Regions from separate parts of the Zea mays genome. Here region 1 is linked to region 2. The links are chromatin contacts, called in public Hi-C maps. All regions are on one chromosome and are shown on one strand. Each heading gives the region's core, a stretch centred on a gene start, on an enhancer-like site or on the middle of the called end of the contact. The rest is flanking DNA. Distances are from core to core; before and after follow the strand shown. Region 1 has its middle 25 kb from the start of LOC118472930. Region 2 holds the start of LOC100272270.

Region 1 (7,027 bases), core at 2,392-4,891, 210 kb after region 2:
CCTAGGTTGAGTCTTCTAAAATCTTCCACTAACTCATCGGGTAACTGGCCGACGATAGCTTCATGGACATGCTCCTTCCGACTCAAGGCATCCGCAACCAGATTTGGCTTGCCCGGATGATAGAGAATCTCCAAGTCATAGTCTTTAATGAGCTCCAACTAATGGCGTTGCCTAAGGTTGAGATCCTTCTGAGTGAAGATGTACTTTAAGCTCTTATGATCAGTGTAGACTTGGCACTTAGTTCCCATTATATAATGCCTCCAAATCTTGAGCGCATGCACTACGGCTTCTAGTTCTAAGTCATGAGTGGGGTAGTTCAACTCATGTTTCCGCAACTGACGAGACGCGTAGGCAATAACATGTCCTTCTTGCATAAGAACGCATCCCAAGCCCTGGCGGCACGCATCACAATATATATCATATCCCTTATGTGGATCTGGCATAATCAACACTGGGGGTGACATTAATCTTAACTTTAGCTGATTGAAACTATCTTGGCGTTCCCAAGACCAATTAAACTCCTTTCCCTTCTCTAACAGTGAGGTCATAGGCTTAGCGATCTTGGAGAACCCTTTAATAAATTGCCAGTAATAGCCTGCAAGCCACATGAAACTCCGGATTTCAGTAACCGTGCTTGGTATCTTCCATGCCACTATCTCCCTCACTTTAGTAGGGTCCACTGGTATTCCACCATCAGAGATGATGTGTCCAAGGAATGGCACTTCATCAATCCAGAATTGACACATGCTATACTTGGCATATAGCAGATTATCCCATAGCTTCTGTAGCACCATCCGCAGATGTTCCTCATGATCACTATCATTCTTGGAATAAATAAGAATGTTGTCGATGAATACCACGACGAATCTATCAAGATACTCCGTGAACACCTTGTTCATCAGATTCATGAAGTAGGCTGGTGCATTAGTTAAGCTAAATGACATGATTGTGAACTCATATAGACCATATCGGGTTGAGAAAGCCGTTTTGGGAATATCTGATGGCCTAATCTTCATTTGATGGTATCCCGATCTGAGATCAATTTTAAAGAACACCCTAGCACCTCTCATCTGATGAAATAAATCTTCAATATGAGGTAAAAGATATTTGTTCTTAATTGTAACATCATTAAGCGAGCTATAATCCACACACATCCTTTATGATCTATCCTTCTTCTGTACAAACAGAACCGGCGTCCCCCAAGGTGAGGAACTCGGACGAATGTACCCAGCCTCCTATAACTCTGTTAACTGTTTCTTAAGTTCTTTTAGTTCTTCTACTAACATCCTGTATGGCCGTTTTGAAATAGGAGCAGTTCCAGATAAGATATCAATGACAAACTCAACTTCCCTATCTGGTGGCATCCCGGGTAACTCCTCTGGAAATACTTCAGGGAAATCTCTAACCACACGGATGTTACTGCCCACAAATTTCCCATCTGCTAGAAATACGTCGGGTCTGGTAGAGGCTGTTATGGTAATCTCGACATCGAATTTTTATCCTTTAGAGCTGGTGAGTTCTACAGTTCCCCTCGCACAATGTATAACTGCCTTGGCCTTCCTTAACCACGACATACCAAGTATCAGATCTATGTTGGTTTCCTCTAATACTATAGGGGTAGCCCAGAATTCCTTTCCCATAATTGTGAAGGTTAATCTGTTGGTCATATAATTTGCTTCAATAGGCCCTTTAGGGGTAACTACTATCAGTGGCTTTTGCATATTTTGTAGTGGTAACTCATTTGTGTTGGCATATCGAGCAAAAATAAATGAATGCATAGCACCAGAATCAAATAATATGGCTGCATGAATTGAATTAATTTAAAACATACCAATAGCGATATCAGCTCCGTCAGCGGTAGCATCAGCACTGACTTGATTGACCCCGGCAATGCTGAATCCATTGCCAGATCCAGGAGTTGGTTGCTTGCTTTGGACTGGTGTGCTGGAAATCCTCTGCGGACAAACATTAGCATAGTGCCCAACCTGACCACACTTGAAGCATGTGGTGCCTGCACTCTGCCTTGCAGGTCTTGTCGGGTGCTAGTGGGGGTAGCCTGACAAGTATGCGGAGTCTGTGGAGTCCCCTGTGGTGCAAACTGAGCTGGGTGTTGTCCTCGTCCAGTACAAGCCAGTGTACCCTGGGGTGGAACATAGCGAGGACGGACGCTACTGCTCCCCTGCCCCTGGGTGATAGCCTTCCTCTTCATTTACCCCAGCTGAACACGTGTAACACCTAAAATACTAACTTTAAGAATTTGGGGAATTCTCCTGTGTTTCAAACAATCATATTATCTAACAATAGATTGGAAACAAGATTCCCTTATAAAAAGTCCCCTTTGGTTGAATTTTATATTCAATAAAGATAAAAAAATAATAATTAAAGTTATGTTTCACATGAATAGCAAACATTAGATTTTAAATATGATGTAATTGAATTTTTAACTATTTGAAGGTGTGAATCATTTTCTTACTCTTCATAATTATGAGCATTTGTTTATGTAAGTAAGGAAATAAATAATAAAGAATAAAAACTTAAATTTTGCATTCATGTTGGATTGTGTGTTGTGCATTTTAAATTAGTTAGAAAAATTCAAATAAACTTGAAATGGATTTGGAAAATAGAAAACAGAAAAAAAGAGAAAAAGAAAAAAAACCTGTGTTGGGCCCAATCTCCAGCCGGCCCAACTCCCTTCCCACTTCTCTCCTCCTCGGCAGCCCACTGCGCCCTAGCCAATGACCAGTGGGGCCCACTCCTCGGTCCCTACAGTGGCTTCGCGCGCACTTCTAGGGTCCCTGGCAGGTGGGTCGCCGAGACAGTCTTTGCGCATGGGCCCGGGCTGCCAGCCTCACTCCAATTCTCCCCCAACAAGCTCTCGCTGACTGGTAGCCCCCCTGTCAGACTCATCTTCTAGTTCTGGTCGGTCAAGGCCAACGCATGGAGTTTACGAATCGGGCATCAGCCATTTGAACCCGCTCGCGTCAAGGGGCTCTGCATCCCTGCCCATGAGGCCGCCTCAGCTGGACTTGTTCCCCAGGTTTGATTTGTAACGAGTCAACGAAATCACCGTATCTGAGTTCGGTTGTGTGTCACGGGATCTCCGGTCGGGTTGCGCCATGGTCCAATAGATTGGGCCCAATCTCCTTCCATCACGGGTATATATATTCTGGACCAGACCTTTCTTTGTCATCGGTTTGTTCATAGCCATGTGGCCATCGCCGTCGCGGGGGCAGGATAGGGGAGAGTGGGATTATGCCGCCAGACTTAATCTCCATGGGCGGGCGCCGGTTCGGCCTCGGCGACCGATCCAGAGGGAAGAGGAGGGCGTAGGGTAGACGTACGGTGGAAGCTTTGGACTCGGGATCATGCGAACCAATGTGAATTCGGCGCCGACAAGAAAGTACCGCCAGGGTTCCACCTCACATCGTGGTCGGCATCGATATCGCTTCTATAACCGGTAAGGTAGCCCTCATCTAGTTCACCTTGGAAACGTCTGCGTATAGCATACCTCAGATCGGAGCTTGGGTCTGGGAATCGATGAGTGGCATAGTTCAACCATGGCGCCGCCACGGTTGGAGTTCCTCCGCCGTTGTCCGTGTCTAGAGGATGAAGGAAGCCTCCTGGCCATCCGATCGTCTGTGGACGGCTTGGATTACACGAACGCTTACCCCTTCGCGACATAAAATCCAAACCGTTATATATCAATCCGGTGGCCTCTGTTTGGTGGTAGTACCTTCTAATCATGACCGTCGCTTTGAGATCTAGCCACCAAGATAAAAGCAAACCCCTTCACTCGAATCCTTTACATAAGAACCCATGTAGTTATGCAGAAATAACCCGTCGTCCATTACAAGGTTAAAACCATTACCGTATGGTCCCGGAATTTTGCGCAGAGCCCCTGGGCTTTGTTAAAATAGTCTCCATAGTCTAGAGCAGTGTTTACAAGTCGTCCGACTAATCGCGATTAATAGCGATTAGTCGGGCTGGTCGCCTGGAAGTGGGCGATTAGGTGGATGACACGATTAGGATTTCAAGTCGTCATAGTCGTCCGACTAATCGTTGACCTAGGCAATTAGTCGTCCAGTCGAACGCTTGCTGGTCGTCTTTGTCCTCGCAATTTTGGTACTGGCTTCACTCTAGTTTTTGGCCCATCTACTGTAGCCCGCCCCTCCAACACTAAATCAGGCGCCAGAAACCCTCCCAGCCACCACAAACCCGCCAGAAATCCTCCTAGCCGCCAGAAACCCTCCCAGCCGCCAGTAAACCCTAATTATCTCCTTTGTCCTCTCTGGTTTCTGCCGACGTCTCTACTCCAAGTGCTCCAGCTGTAACGCCCTGAATTTGGGGATATAATTTTTTCTTCTTTAATACTCACCAAATTCAGGCGTTACTCTCTTTTCTCTTCCCGTTTCACTCCTTCCCAGTTTCAAAGCAGTATAGCGACTGGTGTCCGTATTGCGTGTAAACAAAAACCTAAGTTGTCATGGGTGTTGCATCATGCCGAAGCATATTTCTTTTGTCTGATGTTGTGTTTAATCGCGTGTTCGCCTTGTCTCGTTTCGGATTTCGATTCGCGATTGGATTCCGATCAGTGGTTGTGCGTGTCGTGGGATTTTGACCCACGACGCGACCCAGCCTGACCTAGCCTGGCCTGACCCTGGCCGCGTGCCCCTGCCTCTCCCCATGCATGCCAGCCTCTCTATCCCTTTCTCTCATTCAATTTTCCCGCACAGCAACTCCCTATCTTCCACTTCTCTCTCTTCCTCATTGTGCCCTTGGTGATTTGGTGACGGTTATCACCGGATTTGGTTCCCCGAGGTGAGCTCTCCCTCCCTCCCTCTCTCTCTCCCTATCCTCTTCCCTCCCTATGTGCCCCCTTTCTTCCTCGCGCGCGTGCCCCGGCGGCTCGCCCTCCCCCGTGGTTGCGCCCCCTCGGCGGCTCGCCCTCCCCGGCGGTCGTGCCCTTCCCCCGCGGCTGTGCCCTCCCCGGCGGCCATGCCCTCCCCCGGCGGGCTCGCCCCCCCCCTCGCGGTCGTGCCCTCCCCGGCAGCGCCCCCGCACCCTTCCCCGCGCCCTTCCCCGGCAGCCCCTGCGCGTGCCCCCGGCGTGGCTCTCGTACCCCGACGGCCCTCGTGTGCCCCCGGCACGCGCAGTGCGTTCCCGCGCGTGACCATCGCGTGCGCGACGATTAAATTTTGGTTTAATTAATTTTAAATTTGGTTTAGTTGACGTGCTGCGTCGCGCGTTTCGTCACGTGACAGTTTATTTTAAATTCACATTTATTAATGAGCTGCGTCGCGCGCTTCGTCGCGCGACGATTCATCTTAATTCAGTTTATTCAAATGTGTGGCATCGCGCGTCCAGTCGCGCGACGTTTCGTTTTAAATTCAATTTAGATGACGTGTGCCGTCGTGCGCTTCGTCACGCGACGCCTGACGTTATTTTCATAATAATTCAAGTACCTCATGGCACGCTCCGTCGCGCGACGAGTCATTTCATTCTCAATTCAGTCTAGGTGTTGTGTCGCGCGTTTCACCGCACGACAATCCTTTTAAATTTTCTTTGGTCTGTTTATAATGAATTAAACACGGAACATGACTTTATCCTATGGATAGCGTGATGGCCAAATTAATGCTATTCTGTTTAGATGAGTACTCTGATTTATAATCGTGTAACGTGATCGCTCTTTGACCGTAGCCTCGACCGTTACTCTCTCTTTCTCGCTTAGTCGTAGGTGTGAGCCCTGTACAAAGCGTCTGTTTATTTATAATATTTTATTGCATGGTGTAATGTTCTTTTGTATTAGATTTGTGGAATGTATGTTTGAACTCGTATAGATAACAGTCAGTTGGTAACTTGGTGGAGTCCGAAGGAGTTGCAGGTGAAGACCCTGAGCATCAGCTGGTTGGTGAAGGCAAGTGTCCCTTGAACCATCTATGTCCTACTCATTTTATAATTCACTCCCTACATTTACACAGTTTATACCTAAGGATTGACTAGCTTTTGTTTATCTTGTTCTTGTTTACCTATTTTGGTTGGGTTATTTTGGTTTAGCTTTATGCTAGTGCTTCACATTAATCAATGAACATGATGAGATTATCTATGATATGTTGTTTTCCCTTTTGATTATAATGATGATACTGTGACATTGAAGGGGACTCGAGCTGTTTCTCAAGTGCCTCTCCGTAAGGACTGGTTCGTTGGATGACCGCCCGGGAAAACAATGCAACCATGAGGGTGGAATGGGACGCCCTTAGTTGAATCATTAGAGGAACTGGGGTGTAGTTCGCTTCGCCGTCGTGCCGTTAATGGGGCTCGGTGTATGCGGCTCGCTCTGCCAAGGTTGGTTTGCCCCTTGGGGAGGAGTGCGGTACATTTAGGAAACCTAACGGGCGGCTACAGCCTTAAGGAATCTTTGTAAAGGCTACATAGTGAAACCTTGCCTATGCATCTTGGTAGTGTTTAAGGGTTTGATCGGCCCGAGGCAAGAGGGAAACACAGCTTGTGGGTAAAGTGCGCAACCTCTGTAGAGTGTTATGAAACTGATATATCAGCCGTGCTCACGGTTATGAGCGGCCAAGGGAGCTCCATTGATTAGAGATACATTGATTAGAGATACTTTAATTAGAGATACTTTGATCAGAGATGGTTGGTTTACAGGTGGTGACCAGATTATGATGGTTATGATTATGACTATGGTAATGGTAAGTGGTATTCTTTCCATTTGGAAAGGGTACTTATGGGTTAACAACTTGGGTTACTGTTAAAACTTGGCTCTCTACTTGTAATAATTACCTGACCAACTAAAAGCAACTGCTTGACCTTAACCCCACATAAAGCTAGTCCACTACAGCCAAACAGGACAATTGCTGAGTATGTTGATCTGTACTCACCCTTGCTTTACACACCAAACCCCCCAGGTTGTCCATGTTGCAATCACTGCTCAGGAGAAGATTAAGTCGTGAAGGAGGACTTCTAGGAGTTCCAAGAGTACGATGAGTTCTAGGCGTGGGTTAGCGGCAAACCC
Region 2 (6,981 bases), core at 3,595-6,094:
TGTTAATGCTGTTTGAACTAGTTTGCGGAACAATACTTGATTTGCTATCTGACGGTAGGGGATGACCCCTCGACTTCGTTGTCGCTGCCAAGATACACTGACTGGCCTAGATCTGACCTGTTACCAGTAGATGCCTGCAACCATGCCAGGTTAAAAGCCCCCTTTCAGAGTTCTGTCGTATGGTGTCCGACCATCTTTTGGCTGAAGGGGAACTACCAATTTACGTTGTCTTGCCCGATGTCTGCCTTTTCATTTTGCTATGGTAATTTATGTTATTCACTTATGCTTTAGTTAAACTATGAACTTGGCAATCCATTGTACTACGCTGTATTAATTTCATCCTTACTAATGGGTGTTAGGATGAAGCAGACAACTCCAAGGCTTAGCTAATGCTATGGTAAAGTTGTGGGAGAAAAGTTCTATTGCTAAAATTGCTTTGAAGAGAGGAGTATAGCTTACCACCAGTGAGAGGATGTCGAAGATATTAAAGTAAGTACAGAAAGTGTCCCTTGTTAGATTTTGTACAGTTTGGGTAGCATATGTAAAAATTTATATCCTAGTTAGAAGTGTTAATTGATCACTAGCAACAACACATTACAGATTTGGAGTCCTTCTATGGCTTCTTTTGCGACTGTCATATTCATCCATTTTATTCAACTTGAAGTTTGTATTTTACTTCTTAGTTTTACTAAATGAGAATTAATGCATATGTACGCATTTGGGCTCTTGATCAATAAAATATTCTCGCTGATTTTGCATGAAAAAATCATAGTTTCTATGAAATATTAAAGCGATGACAAATTGTGTCATGTGGAACGTTGATTATGAACCAAAACATTAATGCTTACATTTGGCTCCCTGTTATAGAAAACAATCTGATATTCCTGGTTTTCTCTTCACTTATCCATTTGCTCAAGTTTTGAGGTAGGTCGTGTAGTGAACTAATGATTCATAGCTAATGTTATTTTTCAATCCACCAGAAATTAATAGGCGTTGTGATGCTTTCAAGAAACAATGAGTTTATAGTCTTCTACAAAGGGGAAGGATTTCTTGTCCTCATAACTTGCAAAGGCGCTACTAGAGAGGGAAAGGTTAGCAAAGTCACTTCATGATGAAGAGGAAGCACGACGAAAATCAACGTATTATTTTTGAAGTGCTGAGACATATGTGCAATCTACTGTAGCTGGTACTATAGGAGAGACTCTGGACGCTAACTCTAAATATGGAAGTAAAGTTGATGAAAATCATGCGAAAGAATGGTAAGAGCTGTTGAAGCTGCAAGACATGTTGAAGATGCAATTCATTTTATTATTTGGTAAACGTACATGTCTCATGTTCTAACGCTCACCTTCAAATAACCCACGTTTACAATTTTTTGCCCTCATATCGACGATTTACGCTAAAATTCATACTCATTTACGCTGTTTTGATTCACATTTTTTGTTAAAATCTGCTCGAGCTAGAACCTGCACACGATCGGACGCGCGCGATTTTCACGTCGTAATTTTTGGTCCCATTCGCTGTAACGAAACAGATCTATGATTTACGCTAAAAGTTATACTCATTTATGTTATTTTAGTTCACATTTTACACTAAAATCCACCTGTGCTAGAACCCACACATGATTGGACGTGCGTGATTTACACGTCGTAATTTCTGGCCCAATCGTCGTTACGAAACAAATCTATGATTTACGCTAAAATCCGTACTCATTTACGTTGTTTTGTTTTACGTTTTACGCTAAAATCCACCCGTGCCAGAACCCACGCATGATTGGACGTGCGTGATTTACACGCCGTAATTTCCGGCCCAATCGCTGTTACGAAACAAATCTACAATTTACGCTAAAATTCGTACTCATTTACGCTATTTTGTTTTACGTTTTACGCTGAAATCCACCCATGCCAGAACCCACACATGATTGGACGTGCGTGATTTACACGCCGTAATTTCCGGCCCAATCGCCGTTACGAAACAAATCTACGATTTATGCTAAAATCTGTACTCATTTACGCTGTTTTGGTTTACGTTTTACGTTGAAATCCACATGTGCCATAACCCACGCATGATCGGACGCACGCGATTTTCACGTCGTAATTTCCGGGCTCATTCGCACTTACGAAACAGATCTACGGTTTACGCTAAAATTAGTACCCATTTACGCTGCTTTGGTCCACGTTTTACGCTGGAATACATCTGAGCCAGAACGCGCATCTGATCGCCGCGGGAGTATACCTGGCTGGGGCTTCCTGGTATTAATGGAAACCCTGGGCTTCCATTACCTTGTCCCTATATATATATATATATATATATATATATATATATATATATATATATATATATATATATATATATATATATATATATATATATATATAAGGGGAGCGCTATGTTCCTCTATGCTTGAATTATGTCATTTATTTGCCATATTAATCATATTTAAGTCACATAACATGTTAATTATGTACTCTCTCTGTTCTCGAATATTTGTCGCCCGCTAATTTATTTTTGAACTAAAACGCGATAAATAAAAAAATGGAGGAAGTGTATTATGGTAGTAGTATGATTTTTTAATAAAAATAAATAAATAAATATTAATAAGTGAGTTATAGTGTATAGGGAGAATGGTTGGAAACGTCATGTACGTATAGAAAGAATTTTGTAAAGGTAAGTAATAAAAACTATACTACACTATTAAGAACCTAATGTGGATATTTGATGCTACTACGACTTTATCCTCCGCGCTGACATTTTGGGCCCACCCCACACGTCTCGACTGGTTCTCTCTCCCAAGGCGCCCCGCCTCGGTGGCGTGCCCTATGGGCCCCATGCCTAGCACTCGTGCAGTGCTCTCTCAGCTACTGCTCGTGCATCCAGCTACTGCAAAAATAGTGAAGAGCGAGCATTTGAACCCACGCCACCAGACCACACATACATTAGTGTTTATAAATAAAAGAATAATTACATTTAAATAAATATCTTAATATATATTTATATGATATATAAAAATTGTAGCAAAGTATGAATAACTGGTTAGTGTATATAGATAAGAGCAGATGTATAGAGTTTAAGGCTATCCACAATCGATCGTGTAAAATATTAAATTTACACCGTAGATTACGTAAACAAAGTAATGTCTAAAACATGCGTTGTTATAGGATAGCCGCTGCTAATAGGTGACACGTCGGGCACTGGATGACCGACATGATGCATCTCAAATTCTCATACAACACCTTCTACATTGTAATTGATAATAAAAATATACGATTTAAAAAAAATCCTCATAAATCAGCCCACATCAGGTCATATTACATATTTGCAGTGCTGCAAGCAAAATGCATCGCTAGCTAGTGATCCGCTTGCTTTCCAGTGTTGGCGCTGTCAGGTTCAATCCACTTTATAGTGACGAACAGCTCGCCGGACTCGACCTCACGCAGCCGCAGCCTAGCATCTATCGCGACCTCCCCGTTGGCGTACGTCACGAAGCTATCTGAGAGCAGACAGTTGTCGGCGTCCGGGTTCACTTTCCGCAGGTTGGTCTCGCCAGCTGTGAGCCGCAGCGCCCTCCGCAGCTTGGTTGCCGCCGCCACAGGCTGCAGGTCCAGGAAAGCCTGGCCCATCTTGTCGTCGTACTTGAACCGGTCCCAGTCGAACACCTCCTGCCAAAGGTGATGGTCGTTCTGTTCAGGAAACAGATCCGTGGGCTTAATATTGTTAAGTAATAGAAGTGTCATACTATTATTTTTTCACTTTAACTGCAAACATTTCCTTCGATCGCTGTGAGAACAATTGCTATCACAATATTGAGCCCACTGATCGGTGTCCATGTTGGTCACGTAAGCAAACACATAACATAGGCAGTGTATTAATTTGGCAAGTTTAGAGATCTAGATTTCAGTCCATGGACAGTTAATGTATTGAATTCAGAGAGACCGAAAACTGAGAAAAAGGAACAAGAAAATTCACCACAGATTTCAGATTGTCAATGCTAGTGTATTGATCCATATTCATGGACAGTTAGTGTACTGATCCAAACAGGTCCTGAATCCTGCTTTTTTGACGAGAGTAGAATTCGTCGGCATAGAAACTTACAAATTTGATTATTCCTACTGGTTCTTTCATGGAGAATGTCATCTCTTCATTCCAAACTGGATTGAGGCAACTGTTGATAACTTTTGTTTTTGTGGTCTGCATGGTACAAGAAAAGAAAGGAGCGAAGGAAGAGACAGACAGGTGTTATATATTATACTACTCCTAGAAGAAATGACAATTAAGACACTTAATTTGGTACAATTTATTTAAGTATGAATAACCACCTGGACCAGTAGATCAAGCTGACTTTCCAAAATCAGCACCCCAAGACAGACATTAACATTATTGCTGTGTCAGCATAATTGATACTAGTTTCTTTGCTAGCGATTCAGGCGCAGGCAGCATAAATCCTTCATTTCGCTCTTCTTTTAATTGAACTCACCTTGTCGGCAACGTGGACGATGACGTAGGGGTCGCTGGACGTGAAATCCCGGACGGCTAGGTTCCGGCCGTGCGTCACAACCACCTTGAGCAAGCCGCAGCCCCTCCCCGCTTCCTCCATGATAAGGCACCAAGCTGTAGGGAGAACAGAAGCAGAGTAGAATCTCAAAGGGACATCAGATCCACGGCGCCCCGCTCACCCGTTCGCTTGCGGCAGGGGAGACGGTCGGTGGAACCACTCGCCTGTCGACTCCGCCTCGGCTCGCTCTGCTTCTCCTGTTGCTCCGTCAGAGCACGGACTGTATCTGCAGTCTGCACTCTGCAGGCGACTTGGTCTGCTCGCCTGCGCTGCCCGCTGCCGCCGGGTGGAAGAAGAGACTCAAAAAGGTCAGGAGGAAGTGGAGAGAACGCGTGGGGCCCGGCAAGTATCGCTAGCTGGCCGTGGGCCCTGCGTCCACAACGACGCGGTCCGGGCTCGGGTCGGACCTGATGCGGTTGGCTCGAATCTGATCGCGTGGTGCGAGTTTCTCATGGGTCGTCTTCTTTTACTCGTCCAGCAGTAGCAGCGCACACGGCACACGGGTCAGGTCCAGCGGTCAAACCTCTCGTGGCAACAGGTCAGGCGGTCATATTCAGCGGCAGGAACAGCGGCAGAACAGGGACAACTGCTAAATTGCATGACATAGGTACCGTATTAGTACTAGAACTAAAGTTTAGTACAGAGACTAAATTTTAGTCCCGATCATATTTAGTTACAGAGACTAAATAGATTCTCAGCATATTATATGCAATATAATAAGACTAAAATAACTTTTGCCTTGTTTGTTGTAGACCGTGGAAAAAGTGAGGATAACAAGTGGAAAAATTGCTCTTTAGTCCCTTTTAACACATCTTTCCCGTTTGGTAAAAAGAGACTAAATACGATTAAAAACCAAGGACTAACCTTTAGTTACTCTAACCAAACGAGGCCATAATATATTTACTAGTTAGGTGTTGTGCGATTGCTGCTATTTTTATATATATTATATAGGTTGATCTTTTTAAATAAGATACTTGTTCGAACCCATTTCAAACTTGTACAATGGTTTATGCTCCGTTTAAATTGGACGTTGTACACGATTTCAACGTGTCTATCATGTAACTTGCATAAATGTATTTCATATGTCGAATGAGAAACAACAAATTTAATCCACATCGTCTTCAATGTGGTGGCTTGGGCAGCACCAATACCTAGCCGCCGCCTCTTGCTCCTCTCCTCTCCTCTCCACCTTGCCGCCACCAGAGTAATCAGCCGATAGTCCCGAGCGGCTTGCGAGGATAGTGACAACGCTGTCCTCCAAGTGTGGTCTAACAATTTAGCCCAACCTATGCATAGTCCGATCTGTTGTCCATCGGACCTATGTAGGTCCATCTGTTGGGACCATGCTTCGTCGCCGAAGGTCCTGCAAAAAGAAACAGCTTCACCTGAAGCTGCTTGAACATGATGCCGAAGACACCGTTCACAAAGCTTCGGAACTACAGCATATCCGAAGACGAAGGGTCGAACCGACTTAAAGATAAAATGACCTTTTAGCCTTCAAAGGTCTGAGTCATTGTTGTAAACTTTTATGAGGGGCATAATTGTAATTCCTCATGAGCTGTGTCCTGTGCCTATAAATAGTGAACAGTATTCCTTTACTATTCACACATTCCTGTAATTGCTAACGCATCACTCGGGAATTATTGTTTGTCAAGGCAAAGGTATAAATGTATTTAAACGTTGTATTCAAATATCTTAAATTCATATAATAAGATATGTGAATGAGGTCATTTGTTTTCAAGATATTTACCTTTAATGTTTCGTGTTTTAACTTTACTTTGTATTATCTTTATATGTTTAATTACGAAGGTAAAACATTCGTAATATTATGTTCGTGACCTTCGTCCGAAGTTCATTAAATCCTTGTGGAGATAATGTTTGGCGGACGAAGGGCATTGATATTTAACATTTTATGTTGCCTTGTTCTTAATTCATAGCATCTGAGAACAAGTCCCCAACATTGGTGCCCACCTCCGGTGAAGTCACTTCCACTTTTTTGAGCTGATGGCTTCGTTCAACATTCAAGTTGGAGCTGCTTCGGCTCCGAAGCTGGTACTCCCGATAACAGGCGGTTCATGCTCAGAGCCAGCCAACAAGAAACAGAAGAAGGAGGCAGAGAGAAGGGTACATCATGTCGGGGTGCAGGGACCCTTCATCAAGTCAAGATGGTCTCACATTCCAATTACCCTCTCCCAAAAGGATCTTCAACTCAAGGATTACCCACACAACGATGCTGTGGTTATCTCTTGTGTGATCAAAGGATTCCTGGTCCATAATGTTTTGGTTGATACAGGCAGCGCAGCTGATATTATATTTGCTAAGGCCTTCAGACAAATGCAAGAGCCCGAAGACAAAATTCATGATGCCACGCATCCCCTTTGTGGCTTCAGAGGAAGGCAGATTGTAGCACTCGGCAAAATCACAATGCC

The links. Hi-C and Micro-C count contacts between places; a contact is called where the count stands out from the background.
Region 1: a contact with region 2 is called in a Hi-C map of ear, with 2.4 times the contacts expected there. The contact joins the enhancer-like site here to the promoter of LOC100272270 in region 2. A contact is called at or near these places in 2 of 25 Hi-C or Micro-C datasets (ear and endosperm).

The regions. Positions count from the first base shown.
Region 1 is chr7:69,686,315-69,693,341 of Zm-B73-REFERENCE-NAM-5.0, forward strand. No RefSeq gene overlaps it. Among protein-coding and RNA genes, the nearest start is that of LOC118472930, 25 kb to the right of the region's middle. Within about 2 kb of position 3,642, at least 19 of the 20 cell types and tissues checked have an H3K27ac peak or open chromatin away from gene starts, as enhancers often do. A contact at or near this core is called in ear, where this site is marked.
Region 2 is chr7:69,472,787-69,479,767 of Zm-B73-REFERENCE-NAM-5.0, forward strand. LOC100272270 reads right to left here and starts at 4,845. Exons shown (of 2, transcript NM_001146758.1): 1 at 4,475-4,845; 2 at 3,133-3,659. The coding sequence starts at 4,594. The coding sequence ends at 3,348.